2 separate regions of the Anas platyrhynchos genome follow, and region 1 is linked to region 2. A link is a contact called in public Hi-C data. All regions are on one chromosome and are shown on one strand. Each heading gives the region's core, a stretch centred on a gene start, on an enhancer-like site or on the middle of the called end of the contact. The rest is flanking DNA. Distances are from core to core; before and after follow the strand shown. Region 1 overlaps LOC101796621 (urea transporter 2). Region 2 holds the start of SIGLEC15 (sialic acid binding Ig like lectin 15).

Evidence for each region. Hi-C and Micro-C count contacts between places; a contact is called where the count stands out from the background.
Region 1: a contact with region 2 is called in a Hi-C map of F1 follicle, with 2.7 times the contacts expected there. The contact joins the enhancer-like site here to the promoter of SIGLEC15 in region 2. A contact is called at or near these places in 7 of 8 Hi-C or Micro-C datasets (F1 follicle, F5 follicle, liver and 3 more).

The regions. Positions count from the first base shown.
Region 1 is chrZ:3,584,073-3,586,772 of IASCAAS_PekinDuck_T2T, reverse strand. LOC101796621 (urea transporter 2) reads left to right here. Exons shown (of 21, transcript XM_038170394.2): 5 at 1,886-2,077. Among named protein-coding and RNA genes, the nearest start is that of SIGLEC15, 56 kb to the right of the region's middle. Within about 2 kb of position 1,437, at least 1 of the 8 cell types and tissues checked has an H3K27ac peak or open chromatin away from gene starts, as enhancers often do. A contact at or near this core is called in F1 follicle, where this site is marked.
Region 2 is chrZ:3,528,182-3,530,881 of IASCAAS_PekinDuck_T2T, reverse strand. It overlaps SIGLEC15 (sialic acid binding Ig like lectin 15), which reads left to right and starts at 1,399. Exons shown (of 4, transcript XM_038170556.2): 1 at 1,399-1,580. The coding sequence starts at 1,529.

The DNA of each region.
Region 1 (2,700 bases), core at 188-2,687, 56 kb before region 2:
CGAGTACTGTGTTCAGTTCTGGGCCCCTCGCTACAAGAAGGACATCGAGGTGCTTGAGCGGGTCCAGAGAAGGGCGACGAAGCTGGTGAGGGGCCTGGAGAGCAAGTCCTATGAGGAGCGGCTGAAGGAGCTGGGCTTGTTCAGCCTAGAGAAAAGGAGGCTCAGGGGTGACCTTATCACTCTGTATAAGTATATTAAAGGAGGCTCTAGCGAGATGGGGGTTGGCCTGTTCTCCCATGTGCCTGGTGACAGGACGAGGGGGAATGGGCTAAAGTTGCGCCAGGGGAGTTTTAGGTTAGATGTTAGGAAGAATTTCTTTACTGAAAGGGTTGTTAGACATTGGAACAGGCTGCCCAGGGAGGTGGTTGAGTCACCATCCCTGGAAGTCTTCAAAAGACGTTTAGATGTAGAACTTAGGGATATGGTTTAGTGGGGACTGTTAGTGTTAGGTCAGAGGTTGGACTCGATGATCTTGAGGTCTCTTCCAACCTAGAGATTCTGTGATTCTGTGATTCTGTGAAAAGGGCCACTACCCTTGCTTTAGCGACACATCCCTGTGACTTGGCGATCCGAAGAGATGCTCCAAATACCTTTCTACAATCCTCCTCACCCTCAGGATCAAGCAAGCAGTGCTGTTAGGCTCAGCTTTGACGGCTACAGGTAGCTACACCGCCTGCCCAGCGCGCCCGGCCCCAGCCGGTGCTGGTGGTGCTCGAAGGGCACTGCGAAGAGCCGTGTGCGGTAGGGACGAGCTGCCGGCAGAGAGAGCCAAAGCACAAGGCAGCAAGCACTGCCTGACGTTTCCAGAGCTGCATTTAGCATCGTGATGCCCGGGGTGAAGGGAAAACGCCTTCTGGTGGTCAAGGATTTTCTTCCCAGGGCATGCAGAGCCACGGAGCCTTTTCCCATCTCCCAGAAAAAACAGCCGCCCCTCAGCCAGGCATCCCTCCCAGCCTGCTTTCTTTGCGCACTAGCCTGCCTGAGCTCCCAAAAAAAAAAAACATATCCCACCAGAAGGTGGTGCCCGTATTCCACAAAACGCGGGGAAGGCTCTCGGTGAACCCCTCGAAACCCACAAACACAGCTAGGAAGGTGTCACCTGCAGTGTAGCTCAGTGGGGCGCGGTGTATTTTCTCTTAAGCGTTTATATCTGAACGGCCTTTTTAATGAACAGAGCCCTGCAAATGTTATTTGGGAGTTTAATAAACACATAATCTCGCCTGGATGCTCACCGGCTAATTAAAGAGCCTACAGCCCGGAGCTTTGATGCTTGTCTTTGTGCAGAGCCACGCTGGACACCAATTTCTGCATAACTCTTTGATGCTGCCCCAGTTTGCTCGTGGTGGTCTATCAAAGGCAGATGTGGGATGGGGAGCATGGCAAGGCTGTATATTTGCCGTGCCGTGCAACAGTTCCAAATCAAAACACCAGGAGGAGCTCAGGCACTGTATTTATTTTCTTGTCTCCTGCTGCCTGCTACCTCACTGGCAACTCATGTTGCTTCCCTCCAGCAGGTCAGGCAGCTCTGGCCAGCAGGCAGGCACTGCTTGGTAACTTTTCGGGCACCATGTCCACTGTCCAACCTGTCACATATCAGGGTGAGATGCTCCATATCCACTCTGCCACCTCACAACTCTGTGCCACAGCTCCACGGCAGCACTGGGTCATTTCCTGGTCCTCATCCCCAGGAGAAGACAACCACAGCAGGTACCCGCTGTGCCAGGTGGCAGCTCATGCTGCTCCCAGCATGGGTTCAGGCAGGTGTCTTCCATGAAATGTCCCATCTTTGAAAAAAGGATATCGCCAAGGGGCTCTAACCTACAGCAGAAAGTTGCCAGAGCACAACCCAAGGGGTTTTTTAACACTCAAACTTTTTGATTTACAGTTCCTTCTTTTCACCACCCAAAGGAGATGGAGCTCGGAGAAATTGTAGTGACTGGGAGTCCAGGCGAGAGGAATTTGTACGCAGAGCAGAAGCCACGAACCCAGGACCTGCTGGGGAAGAACGGAAAGCAAATCCACCGAGTCTTCAAGTATCTCACGGGAGAAATGAAAGAATATGGAGAGTGGATGAAAAGTAAGCATGGGGATGTGTTTGGGGCTCTCAAGGAGTGAGCTGGAGCAGCTATGTCACCACTAGCACTAATAGGGCTGGGGCACAAGGCGAGGGGCTGTTTCAGCTTCTGGGGAGGCATGGCTCAATCTCACTGCCAACTTCTGTCCTTTTAGCCCAAATTACTCTATTCTCACGAAAGGAATCTCACTGCATGCTCTTGCCATTACCATGGCTGCACACAATTCAGCACAGGCAAGAAGATGTCTTTTACACTTAATCAGTTATGTCATTAGCATCATGTTCCTGGCGGCGGTGCCCAGAATCACACGTCAGGGCTGGGAGTTTGGTCTCATTTGTAAGTGCTTTAGATCAGCAGCCATCTCCTCAGCCACGTGTGGGCTGGCAGTGGGGACTTGGCTCCTGCATGTGCGGGCAAAGGCTCTTGTATAACCATTCTTCGGGGAGCAGTAAGCACTGCGGGTGTTTTGTTCTGATAAAGTACAAAGCAAGTCCTGATCTCAAAAGGTTTACTGTCCGGGCAGGAACAATACATGAGCAGATGGTCTGTGTTACCCAGAATTATTGGGGATTAGGGGCTCTGGGAGGCTATGCAAGACTGTGGGTCCTCTGTCAGGACTAGGTTC
Region 2 (2,700 bases), core at 150-2,649:
ACTCAACCCCACTGTGCCAAGAGCAGTGACACACTTAGGCAGAGCCACAGCACCAGAAAGCTTACATCAAAGGGACAAAAATCAAATAGCCTAAGGAGAAAAACAGGGAAGGCAGAATAGGCATGTAACAGATGACATGCGGGTGCAGGCCTCTTATTTACTGTTTCCACCTCTCACACCCTCAGGTTACTCTGCAAAAAGCTACACTTATGACAGCACTGCATCCTGATCCCCCTGCTGCAGGGGGACGTGCACAGGGATGGAGCAGGGCTCTAAGCCACTTGAAGCAACACCAACACCTGCTGCGTAGTGGTGGGTCCGAGCCCCAGTAAATAACAATTAGGAAGTCCAGGAAAACATAAGTCACCCTCACTTTGCAGACACTTGGAGAGCAACTGATTTTGATCAGAGCACAAAAAGGGTTCGCAAAGCAGCAAACATACCTCATGCTACCAGATCAAGAAGCCCCCTTCTGGAGGTTATTTGCACGCCAGGCTAGCAGGGAACTCGCGGGGAGGCAGCAGAGAGGAGCCTTCTGCATCAGTGCTGGAGTAAAAGCACCACCTGCCGGCTGCAGCAGCTGCAGACAGCACCCTCTTACCTTATCCTTTGGAGCCCTCCAGTGGCTGGACAGCCGCATCTGTCTGTCCCAAATCCTGCAGCTGATGCTGTCCCCTTCCCCAAGCAGGACAGAGGCAAAAGGGCCCCTCAGAGGCACAGCTGCTGGGGTGAGAAGGGGCACCAAGGCATCTCCCCTTCCCCTGGTCGGAAAAGCAAACCTCAAGCTAAGCCCGGACAGGGAATAAACACTTCAAGATTCAACTTAAAATTACGGGGTCACTACCTGAAGCTGGGGCTTCACAAGCCCCGAGCTCACGTATCAGCAAACCACACAGAAAGTTCCCTTCTGGGTTTAGCTTTTAACAAAGAGCATTTGCACAAGGGTTCTGGGCAGGAGATGGAGCTCAGCTTATTGCAAACACAGGATGACAAGAAGGAAGGGAACAACTCGTGGCTCAGAGCAGGGTACCTGGTGGCACTGCCAGACAGGTCATAACTGAGGCCCTGTGCCTGCTCAGGGTGTTTTACGCCCAGGGATGACCACAGCCAGCAAGCACAAGGGTTTAAGCACAGTTGTCCTGCAGCTTCCCTGCTGAACTGCCTCAAGTGAGGAGAACAAAGGTCTTGCTACTACTCATTGCAGATTGCAAAGGCTTCCTGAAAGCCGGTCCCTTCTGTCCCATCACACACAGAGGATGTCTGCAGCCCCAGCCTGCAGTCCCCGTTCCTTAGCTGGAAGATAACATCCTGATTCCCTCCGCAGCCTTTTTCACATGACTGACCACAGAACTATTAATATCTGAACCCAGAGCTGGTGCAGCCGGACCACTCATTCCCTCCAAGGAGGGGAAAACCACAGCTTCTCCCATCCCTGGAAAAACCTTTTGGGACAGCGAGAGCAACAGCTCAGATGTAGCAGAGACAGTTCTTGTTTGCTGATACACCCCCGTGGAGAACACCAACCAGCATGAGAGAGTTCAGCTTATCTCTTCTGTGCCTCCTTTCCATCTTCAGGAAGGGTGAGTTCTGAGCTTGCTACAGTTCCCTGTCCGCTCAGGGCTTTTCTTCCCGTTCTAGTCAGCATGGCAGGGGAACTGCTTGTAACAAACTCTAAGAACAGTACGTCCGTCACGTTGCTTAAAAGGATCTTGAAACACCAGGTGCCTGGGCGAACACTGGAAAAACTCAAAAGCTTGACTCAGCAATTCTCAGAGAGGCTTCTGGTCTGTATTGCCTTTTTTTTTTTCCTTCCATAACTTGTGCAGGGACTTTATCTTCAACTAACTTTCCTCTACGTTGCCTGTTGGATGCAGCGTTTTCACCATCATGCAGAAGCAGTTTCACGTTCCTCAGAGTTGTTATGCAACATGCAATTTACTCCAGCTCCACTGAGCACTTAAGCTCATGGTTAACTTCAAGTATATACTTAGTTCTATTAAAGTCAATGGAATTTGGTTAAACACGTCAATTTGTTTGCTAGAGCAGGTGATCATCTGTGATGCTCATTTTGGGAGTTCCTCTTGCAACTTGTGTAGGCTTTTTGGTTGTGACCTTGCCTGTTTCTCAGGAGAGGAAATCCCAGGAACAAATGGAGGCTGGATAAGTAGCAAGAGGAAGCTATGGAAGACCTGTCATGTTGATGCTTTAATGTTAAATTATACTCCAGAAGTTGACTAATCCCTCCATGCATAACGTAGGGTCTTCTGGCAGGCTGTTTTAAGAGGCATAAATGGAGCCGGTGACACAAGAAGCACTTGTTGTTAACATTATTTCTAATGTGGAAGGTGAGGGAATGTTTATGTGCCAAAAGAGTGGTGTTCTTCGGTTAAGGTACTTTGGTTATGGTAAAAAAATGCAAACCAAAAAAAATCAGAAAAGCCAGAATCTGCAGTTCTCCAAAGCTAAGGGGTTACAGTAACACACTCAGGAGCTACCCAAGCCATGGCCAAGCAGCCAGTGTTGGCCACATCTCTCTCCCAGGAGGCCAGGAACACCAAAAGCAGTGGCAGCCCTGGATTTGCTGTGCTCAGAAGCCTGCCCCTGATCAGAGAGATGGGCAGAGAACCGTGAGGACTGACACCACCCAAAACACAACCGATCAGTGGGGAAAAGACATGAGTTTGTAGTGTCCAGATAAGC